3 separate regions of the Mus musculus genome follow, and all the other regions are linked to region 1. Evidence: chromatin contacts called from public HiChIP or PLAC-seq and promoter capture Hi-C data. All regions are on one chromosome and are shown on one strand. Each heading gives the region's core, a stretch centred on a gene start, on an enhancer-like site or on the middle of the called end of the contact. The rest is flanking DNA. Distances are from core to core; before and after follow the strand shown. Region 1 holds the start of Nenf (neuron derived neurotrophic factor). Region 2 holds the start of Vash2 (vasohibin 2). Region 3 overlaps Angel2 (angel homolog 2).

Region 1 (3,433 bases), core at 740-3,239:
TTGACTTTGATTGTCAACTTGATTGAATGAAGAACCCAAGAGTGTTGGTCAGCACGCCTTTATGTGTGTCTGTGGGGCCTTTCCAGACAGGAGAATACCTGTCCCAGATGTGGATAGCACATTGCACAGGTGGGGGTCCAGGGATGAAGAGAAATGGTGAAAGAAAAAGTAAGTAACTCTGGTGGTTTCCTCTCTGCCTCCTGATTGCTGAGGTGTGGACACACGGCCTATCCCCATCCCAGGGTGTTTCCCACCCTGGGGGACGGAATCTCCAAAACTGTGAGTCAAAATAAACCTTTATTTCCTTAAATTACTTCTTGTAAATCATTGGTTGTGAATAATGTATTTGTTACTAATACTAATTAGTTATCAATTAGCATGTTCATTGCTAATTAGCAATTAGTTACTAATTAGTATATTGAGTGCTAATACACTGTTCACAGAGCCCAGGGAATAAAAATGAGCCATCAGAAAGTCTTTAGAGCAGAGTTTCCTTTGAATTCCATCAAGGGGAAGTGCTGCCTGAGATTGGCAGGCTCAAGGGAAGGGAGAGCAGGGGATCCGCTGTGAGCATCCATTCCCTGCCTTAGACCACAGCAGCCATCAAACTCCAGCTTCCCTCCCAAGATTCTAGCCTCTTATTTCATAGCTCCAGACATGTGAGCCACACCTCCTCCTCCCTGTGGCTGGTCTTCTCTGCCACAGGTCTCAGCCTCAGCCTCTGTCACCTGTGTGGCCAGCAGTCTGCTTTCCTGTTGGATACAGCTAAGAAATAAATACTAGGAAACATTATTGGAAAATAATTTCTACATTCTTTTTAAATTTTACTTATATGTATGGCTGTTTTGCTTGTATACCACATTTGTACCTGGTGCCTGCAGAGGCCAGAAAGGGTGTCAGGGCCCCTGGGACTGGAGTTACAAATGCTTGTGAACTGCCGTGTAAGTGTAGAATCCAGGACCTCTGGGAGAACAGGCAGCGCATTTCATGTGGTCAGGAGAAATTGCAGGAAGAATCTTTTGGCTTCCTGACACACAGGCCTGCAGAGCGAGAAGAGGCTGGAGCAGCCAGAGTGCTCAAGGCCAGAGATATTGTCAAGATGTGTTAGGCCTCAAGAAGGCTGTGATATTTCACCCTGGGAGTTAGAAGGGCCTCTTCAACCTTGAGATTCTGCGACTCGGTATAAAGCAGATAATGTGTTGTGAGTTTGGCACAGCCTTCAAAGCCATAATCATGTTCGTTGCAACACAATTCTATAAAAGAGCCAGGCTAGGAAGATCCCTGCAAGGTCAGCCTTGGGACATAGCCAGCCTGAAAAACAGAACGAAATCCTGGAAGGAAAGGAAGGGAGGGGAAGGACAGGGGATAGGAAAGGAAGGGAAGGGAAGGGAAGGGAAGGGAAGGGAAGGGAAGGGAAGGGAAGGGAAGGGAAGGGAAGGGGGGGGGGAAGGGAAGGGGATAGGAGAGGAAGGGAATGGAAGGGAAGGGAAAGGGATAGGAGAGGAAGGGAAGGGAAGGAAAGGAAAGGAAAGGAAAGGAAAGGAAAGGAAAAAAGAAAAGAAAGGAACGAGGGAAAGACAGATGGGGAAGAGGAAGGAAGAGAGTGAGGGAAGGAAGGAATGAAAGATGGGGGAAGGAGAGGGAGGAGAGGAAGGGAGTAAGGGAAAGGGATGGAGAGAAGAAAGAAGGAAGGGAGGGAGGGAGGAAGGGAGGAAGGAAGGAAGGAAGGAAGGAAGGACGGAAGGAAGGAAGGAAGGAAGGAAGGAAGGAAGGAAGGAAGGAAGGAAGGGGGGGCAAGTTACTCGGGCCTGGTGCCACTAGTGTATAATCCCAATTCTCTGGAGACTGAGGCAGAAGGATAGCCACCAGTTCAAGAACATTACAGGCTATGTAGTAGGACTTAGCGTCAGAGAGAAAGGAGGAGAGGACAAATTGATAAGGCTGGGTCCTGTCTTACAGGGCCCCTCCCTAGGAGCCGACTGTGCTCCGCCCCGCCCCGCCGTCCTCCCGCCTGCTCCTCGCTGTCTATGGCGCGCCCCGCGCCCTGGTGGCGGCTGCGGCTGCTGGCGGCGCTCGTCCTGGCGCTGGCTCTGGTCCCAGTGCCCTCAGCCTGGGCTGGGCAGACGCCGCGCCCCGCAGAGCGCGGGCCCCCGGTGCGGCTCTTCACCGAGGAGGAGCTGGCCCGCTACGGCGGCGAGGAGGTAGGCGGCGCGGCCTGGGCCGGCGGCTGTCCCGAGCTGACTGGTGGCGGGGACCCACGCGAGGCCGGGTGGAGGCAGGGCGTCGCCCTGACGCCCCACCCCGCGCTTCCTCCGCCCCGCCTTGTCGCTGTGGGTCTGAGTACAGACCTCAGACCCTTCTAGATTTTAGTGTGAGGGTGAGCTGGGGTCACACGGCCTACAGTTTGTGCAAAGTGACCGGCCTGAGAGTGCGCACTGAGCTAGGGGGGTCTGGGGCCGGCAGGATGATCCAAGCCTTTCCTTTCCTGCCCCGGTGTCCCGGGCCTACTGAAGCTCACCCTTCAGACCCCATTTAGTGTCTGGGCTGGTGGGGATGAACGCAAAGGAGGAAATAACACTACCCGATATGGGTAGCTGCTTTAGATGGGGAGGAAGCCTGAATCCAGTTAGGAAGAACCGGTCTCTTGGCATTGTAGTGATTCCAGGAATTAATCCCCTACCTTTACAGATAGGGAAACTGAGGCACGTGCTCAGTGGTACAGGAGGGAAGGACCCGTGTTGCTTCGCTGAATCTATGTGCCCTGAGCTCCCTAGCTTCGGTGTTAGCGAACCTTACATAGACCAAATATGCAAGGGTCTCTCCCAAAACAGATCTTTAGGGATGAAAGCTGAGGCCAGTGGTTCTCAGCCTGTGGGTCCTAAGACTGTCAGAAAACACAGATGCTTACATTAGGATTCATAACAGTAGCAAAATTACAATGATGAAGTAGCAATGGAAATCATTTTATGGTTGTGGGGGTCACCACCGCATGTGAAACTGTTTAGAGTTGCAGCGTTAGGAAGGTTGAGGACCGCTGCTTTTTTTTTTTTTCTGGCCGCGCTTGCTCCCGTCTATTTATTTATTATATACAAGTACAATGTAGCTGTCCTCAGACACTCCAGAAGAGGGCATCAGATCTCATTGCAGATGGTCGTGAGCCACCATGTGGTTGCTGGGATTTGAACTCATGACCTCTGGAAGAGCAGTCAGTGCTCTAAACTGCTGAGCTATCTCTGCAGCCCAAGAACTGCTGCTTTTGACCCACAGGTCCATAAGAACACAGGGATAGGAACATGGCGGGAATGTGAACGGGTGTTACCGGACAGCGGAGGGAACTCCCGGTATAGGCGCATGGGGAGAACAGTTAGCAAAGCTGGCCTGTTGTTCTGCCTAGCAAGGCAATCCACGCCTTACTGATGCGGGCGGGCGGGCT
Region 2 (2,983 bases), core at 277-2,776, 340 kb after region 1:
TGGAACCTATGTGGTATAATGAGAGAATGGCCACCAGTACTTTGTCCTCTGATCTCGACACACACACACACACACACACACACACACACACACACTCCACACGTACACCTACATACTTACACACGCTCTCCAAATCCGTACACCTGCACACTTACACACGACAAATGCAAAATGTAAAAGGTTTAAAAATATTTATTTCTAATATTTTTAAATTACATGTCTTTGCATATATGTCAGAGTCAGCACAAACATGAGAGCGCAGGTGCCCAGGAGGCCCAACTTGTGTGATCCTCCTGAAGCTGAGAACGGGTGCTGAACCCAAAGTGCTGGTCTTCCTTAAAGACAGTGATCTTAACTCGCTGAACCCAATACTCCAGCCTCACGTATAAACACACACACACACACACACACACACACACACACACCACACCACACACACACCACACACCACACACACACACACACACACACACACACGGGCTGGGGGGGAGGGAGGGGGAGAGAGAGAGGGAAAGAGAGAGAGAGAGATAGAAGGAAGAAGAAGAAGAAGAAGAAGAAGAAGAAGAAGAAGAAGAAGAAGAAGAAGAAGAAGAAGAAGGGAAGGAAGGAAGGAAGGAAGGAAGGAAGAGGAGGAGGAGGAGGAGGAGGAGGAGGAGGAGGAGGAGGAGGAGGAGAAGACGACAAAGAGGAAGACGACGACAAAGAAGAGGAGGAGAAGCTGTGGGAAGGCCACTCCCTTGGCTTCAAGCATCCCTCTACAGTGACTACAGAACAGAAGGGGCTCGAATTGCCTCTCACAGCAGCTTGGGTTGAAGAACCTTGTTATCCACATCTACTAATAGAGGATTCAGGGCTGTACACACTTGTTAATCTGGGGAGAAACTTGTAATGGAGAATTTAAATAAGTATTAAAGTTGGCCTTTCCTAGAGCCACCCAGAGCCCTGTGTAGTCACTGTGCCCAGCTCCTCGACCAACACTGCTCCACCAGGCCCACTACTTCCTTATCTCATCTCCGGAGCTTAGCTGCTGCGCCTCTGCCCGAGGGAAACTGGATCTTAGTCCCTGGACAGTCGCTCCAGCTCCGCGGGGCTCCCAGGATACTGCAGCATCGGATTTCGCGTGGCAGCCCAGCTTCCCTAACTCGTATCCCCTCCCGCCCGGGAACCCTGGAACCAATCGCAGAGACGCAGAGCTCCGGGTTGTAGAGTCCCAAGCTCGGGACCCGCCCCTCTTTGTTGCGGTGTCCAATGGCCGCATTCGGAACATCGGCGGCTGCCCGGGTGACTCAGTTATATGTCACAGAATAACATTCGAGAATGGGACATGGAATGAGGCGACGACCGCCTCAACCCCAACAGCCTTCTGCAGCAATGAGGCCGGCCCGAGGTGGGTCCCCGGGCCCCGCGCGCGTCGTGGCGGCCCGCAGCTGCCACTCGCGGTGCCCGCGCGGGACCCGCGGGAAGGGGGCGGCGCTGCGCTTGCCCGGGAACCCCGGCTGGAGCCGCCCCTCTCGCGCCAGGGTTCGGGGGGCTTCCGGGAAGACGCCAGGCCTCCCTAACAAGCAGAGGCTGCTGCGGCTCCCTCGCGCCAACCCCGGGCGCTCACGTGCCCGCTCGCTGTGGGACCGTGGCAGTCCACCACATCTGGGGACCCAGGGATGCGTGAAGCTGGAGGGGACCCTCGAGTCTTCTTGCTACACAGCTGTCTTGCTTTTTCCTACCCCGTCCCCTCCTCACCCCGCGCTCCTTGCATGCCTCCCCATCCCCGAGTGCAGCTGGGTGTGAGGCTTCGTGGCGTCTTTCCAGCCGCCTTGCTAGGTAATCGGCGGGGCTGGAAGCTCGCGTTAGTCCTGAAGGGTGGGTCTGGGGCAGCGAGGCGGGAACCCCCATGCCTGTCTTATTGAGCTGCAGTGTCTGCTGTTTCCACTGCTTTCAGGCCCGGTCGGTGAGCGGGGTTCCCTTCGTGTGTCCTACGGCCGCGAGAGTTAAAGGCCACCCCAACCTCCCGCGGGGCCCTGATCCCCGGCGTGCCGGCGTCCTCCGCCCCCTTGCCGTGTGCCCCTCATCATGACCGGCTCTGCCGCCGACACTCACCGCTGCCCCCACCCCAAAATCACCAAAGGCACCCGATCCCGGAGCAGCCACGCGCGGCCCGTGAGCCTCGCCACCAGCGGGGGCTCCGAGGAGGAGGACAAAGACGGCGGGGTGCTGTTCCACGTGAACAAGAGCGGGTTCCCGATCGATAGCCACACCTGGGAGCGGATGTGGCTGCACGTTGCCAAGGTCCACCCCAGAGGGGGAGAGATGGTAGGCGCCATCAGAAACGCTGCCTTCCTGGCTAAGGTCAGTGGCTTCGCTGGAAAGGGTGGGATGGGATGGGCGGGTTGGCAGGGATGGGACCTGCTCAGCCCATCCTTGGCAGGGCAGGGAGAAGAGACCTCGTGTCCAGCTACTGAGTCCTGTTCTGCTGCCAAGAGGAGCAGGCAGGGGGCTTGCTGGCTAAGCTCTGAGGTTGGGCTGAGCCAAATCCATTATGTATTCAGCTCCTGTAATATCTTCATCAAAAGCTAATGTCACCAGGTCAACACCAACCACTCCAAGAAAGCATAGAACCCCAGGGTCCACCCTATCTGCCCTCCGTGAGTGTTTTACCTCCCCCCCCACCCCCAGGTCTCCCTAGCAAATGACTTATGGAGTGAATTTGTAATCAATCAGCCAGACTTCTCAGTGTGAATCATTCCTAGAGTTTTTGCTAACCATCTTCATCTTCATCATCACACTCTTCCTATCCTTTTATGACAGTGATTTTTGATTTTTACCTCTGAAGCTTACAGAGAACAGTGACCTGTCCCTTACCAGCTTAATCTGGCGCCAATGAAGCATTTGGCTGTGGCTTAAAGGGACTTTCCAGGACACTGGATGAATTAGTCTCTGGAGTAAAGGGAGACACCAAGTGACCCTCTCTTTTTTACTCGGGAGAGCA
Region 3 (3,415 bases), core at 711-3,210, 370 kb after region 1:
GAGTAAAAATTTAAATTGCAAAGATTTATTGTCTAATATAAAACATTCTATTAATAAAACTCACTGTAGAGAACATTTATTACTGCACAGTAATGACTTAGTAAAAATGCCTGTAATCTGAGTCTACTATTTTAAAAAGCAGAGAAATTTCTACTTACATTTAGAATTTTACTACTGGACACTTGTACAGGGCAAGCTACTGGCTGGTCAGGCTGCTGTGAGGCTGCAGAGAACAGTGCAAGCGCCATGGCACCCTGCTGTACCACGGTACCAAACTCAACTGTACAGTCAACAGTCAGCGAGGCTCCCTACCGGGTCTAAGTGACAGCTCCCATGATGACTCCTGCATGTTAGAGGCAAATGATAAACAGCTGCGGAGCTCTCGCTTCCTTCCAAAGACCACTTCTCTAATACATTTATACAAAACCGGCTCAACGAAATGTCACTCCTGACCCAAGGGCCTTTCACCATCGTTAAACAGAAAGACAAGTACAGGAGACAGAGGGACAACCTGGAGTCTGCCACCTTTTGCTGGTCTTTGAGACACAGGGCCTTGTGTGTAGTTCTAGTCAGCCTGGGACACAGTGATCCTCCTGCCTCTGTCTCCCAGATGCTGGGATTAAGGGTGTTTGTGGATGCACCTGGCTCATCTACTTTCCTTATGGCAACCTTTTCCAGGCAGGAGTGGACATATATAAAGGACTTGACCTTTTTTTTTTTTTTTTTTTTTTTTTTTTGTCTTAAGATAGGGTTTCATGTAGCCCAGGCTGCCCTCACACTTGTTGTGTTGCTAAAGCTGGCTTTACACAGCTACCTGCTGCCATCAGCCAAATGCTAATAAGATTAAAGGTGTGCACCACCGTATCGTATGAGAGTGATCTATACTTCTCAACTATTTCCACTACAAAATGTAGGCACATCCCACAGCTCAGGGCAGCAGTGACATGGGCCAATGTTCTCTACAGCATACACATTGTCAAGCCTCTTCAGAAGCTTGGACCCTGTGGAGGAGTGAGTGACCCAGTGATTTCTAAGAACACGCACAGGCTTCTCCCAATGAAACTGGGTCTCCAGAAAAGGCAGCATGCTGAGCTTTGCAGGTCCGGGCAGGACCACCGGATGAACTAAAAAGCACTGACTTCCTATCTTCAGGGCCAAGATGAACTACATTTTAAAAATGCTGTCAACTTTAACAGGACTTAGAAGTCATTTACCATAAAGTTCTTTAAACATCAGTTGTCAGGAAAATATTTCATTTAAAAAAAAGTTGTAAATTTGTTTCTTCCAATCTGTTTCAAGCATATAACAGAAATTCAGAACCCCACATCACAAAAAGTGAACAGCATACAAATACTTAAAATTTTTACATCCTTCGAAAAGAATACAGACAGGAAGTCCCGTGAATGAGCAGCAGTCAGAGCTCAAGCCTGAACTTGGCCAGCAAAGGCAGGTGATCTGAGGAGTTGTGCTCATTGGGAAGGCCGTTCACAGTCCACAAGTCTTGCTCTGTTAGAAGTGACAGTCTAGCTAGAAGTTTCAAGCCACCAACCAAAGCAACTTCAGCTCCTAAAGAAGCACACATTTAGTCAAACTCATTAAACAAATTAAAAGTTTTTTAAAAAACAAAACACTGAAACAGAACCCCGAAGCCCACCGGAAAACTAATATGAAAGGTTTTAGAGTATAGTTTTATAAAGCTGTTACTAATAATCCTTAAACAGTAGCTTCATGTTATTTATGCCAGATACTTTTTCTATTTCAATGAATACAGTCTACACAATGTAACATAAAATTGTTAATAATCTGAGACTGAAAAGCAGCCCACTCTGATGCACAGAGCGAAGCCTGGCAGGGGCTGCAGGGTAAGATGGTGTGGTTTGAGCCCAGTCATTTTCCACCCAAGTGAAATGTGACATGCTTTAGGGAGACTGGAGCTGCTGATCCGTAGCGTACTCCTGCCACCTAGTGAATTCTGTAGGCATGGCAACTTCCAGACCTTACTGTCTAAACTGAGGGCAGGGCACACTGGGTAGTCGGTTTAGTGAAACAACCTGACACTACAGATTCCACATATTAGGTTTCCAGTATCTCAATGCTTCCTGTTTTAAACCCTCAGCTGGCTTATACAACCTGACTTCTTGAGCTGTAACAAGGAATGTACTGCCCACTTCTGTTTCTGAGAGCAGCCCCAGGGTCAGCACGCCCAGTGTCTGCTGTGGGCAGCAGCTCTGATCTGCTGGAAGCCATCCTAGAACTGTGGTTCTTCACCATCTTACTCAGTGGCTGCCATGGGGAGGCAGGATGTATGATGAAGAGTGGATGGCGGCCTAGGACTTATACTCCAACTGGCACTGAAGGGCCAAACTAAGGCTGCAGTTCTGTGGGAGTTTGTGTTGGGGTTCATTACTGCCTTGTTCTCTGTAGGCTGTTAAGCTCTGTGCAGTCAGTCACATTCATCCAGCCAGCCAGTTCATCCATCAACCCCTACAGCTAGCCCTCTGCCTTGCTGCTGCACTCAGCAAAGGCCCTGTGCGTTCTAGCATCGTGTTTCCACACACTCTTTACCTGGCCCCTGAGCAGTGTTCTCCTTCTTTGCAGTGTAGAAAATATAATCAACAGTTATGGCACTTCGGGAATGGCAGGTGGTCACCTCTGGAACTCCAGTGTCAGGAACATAATGGGAATAGACAGATGACAAGCTGAAACCGTGCTGTAGATGCGAGGACACTCTAAAGCAAAAGGAAAAGATTTCATAGAAAAATTACCTTTTACTCCATTCTCAAAGACTAGGATGCTTTTGATTTTCTCTTTCAGACAAGGTCTTACATTATAGCCCAGGTGGACTGGAACTTACTCTATAGCGTAGGATGGCCTCAAATCTGCGGCAATTCTTGTCTCAGTTGCTTGAGTACTGGTATAAGTATAAGCCACTATGCCTGGGTTTTCTGAAAGTTTATATAGATCAGGCTAACCTCAATATCACTACATAGCCCAGGCTGTCCCCCTTTTCATGATACTTCTGCCTCAATGACCACAATGTTATGATCACATCCAGCTAGAGGAGTTTCACTGAAATAAACCATATTCCAAGTGAGAGCTCCTTTACCGATGCAGTGACTGTAAGCAAATGACGTCTAAAGCCCATGGGGTAAAAAGTATCAATATGCTAAATCAGATCTTAAAATTATACCTGTGAGAGCCTCCATTTACATAATGAGCCACAGCGTGCACTTCTTGGTTGTATTTCTTGAGACAGGGTTTCTCCATGTAGCCCTGGCTGTCCTGGGACTCACTCTGTAACCAGGCTGGCCTCAAACTTGGGAGATCTACCTGCTTCAGCCTCCTTAGTGCTGGGATTAAAGGGGTGAGCCCCCGCTGCCTGACTTTGGTTGTGTTTTGAAGGATGCTTTCAGTG

What was found. Promoter capture Hi-C pulls out the DNA fragments that hold promoters and counts their contacts. HiChIP or PLAC-seq counts read pairs in DNA pulled down with a chosen protein or histone mark.
Region 2: a contact with region 1 is called in a promoter capture Hi-C map of embryonic stem cells. The contact joins the promoter of Vash2 here to the promoter of Nenf in region 1. A contact is called at or near these places in 7 of 39 promoter capture datasets (the HPC-7 cell line, cranial neural crest, embryonic stem cells and 3 more) and 4 of 115 datasets of contacts at active chromatin or transcription factors (embryonic midbrain, embryonic stem cells, microglia and 1 more).
Region 3: a contact with region 1 is called in an H3K4me3 HiChIP or PLAC-seq map of bone marrow-derived macrophages, with 4 times the contacts expected there. The contact joins the enhancer-like site here to the promoter of Nenf in region 1. A contact is called at or near these places in 7 of 39 promoter capture datasets (the 3T3-L1 cell line, embryonic stem cells, liver and 1 more), 3 of 15 datasets of contacts at CTCF or cohesin (embryonic stem cells, large pre-B cells and pro-B cells), 8 of 484 Hi-C or Micro-C datasets (ECoMG myeloid progenitors, bone marrow-derived macrophages, cortical neurons and 3 more), 3 of 115 datasets of contacts at active chromatin or transcription factors (bone marrow-derived dendritic cells, bone marrow-derived macrophages and embryonic stem cells) and 3 of 9 other capture datasets (adipose tissue, liver and macrophages).

The regions. Positions count from the first base shown.
Region 1 is chr1:191,316,687-191,320,119 of GRCm38.p6, reverse strand. Nenf (neuron derived neurotrophic factor) reads left to right here and starts at 1,989. Exons shown (of 4, transcript NM_025424.3): 1 at 1,989-2,201. The coding sequence starts at 2,028.
Region 2 is chr1:190,977,541-190,980,523 of GRCm38.p6, reverse strand. Vash2 (vasohibin 2) reads left to right here and starts at 1,526. Exons shown (of 8, transcript NM_144879.2): 1 at 1,526-1,818; 2 at 1,937-2,343. The coding sequence starts at 2,068.
Region 3 is chr1:190,943,091-190,946,505 of GRCm38.p6, reverse strand. Angel2 (angel homolog 2) reads right to left here. Exons shown (of 9, transcript NM_021421.4): 8 at 2,566-2,729; 9 at 15-1,566. The coding sequence ends at 1,415. Among named protein-coding and RNA genes, the nearest start is that of Angel2, 16 kb to the right of the region's middle. Within about 2 kb of position 1,960, at least 16 of the 459 cell types and tissues checked have an H3K27ac peak or open chromatin away from gene starts, as enhancers often do. A contact at or near this core is called in bone marrow-derived macrophages, where this site is marked.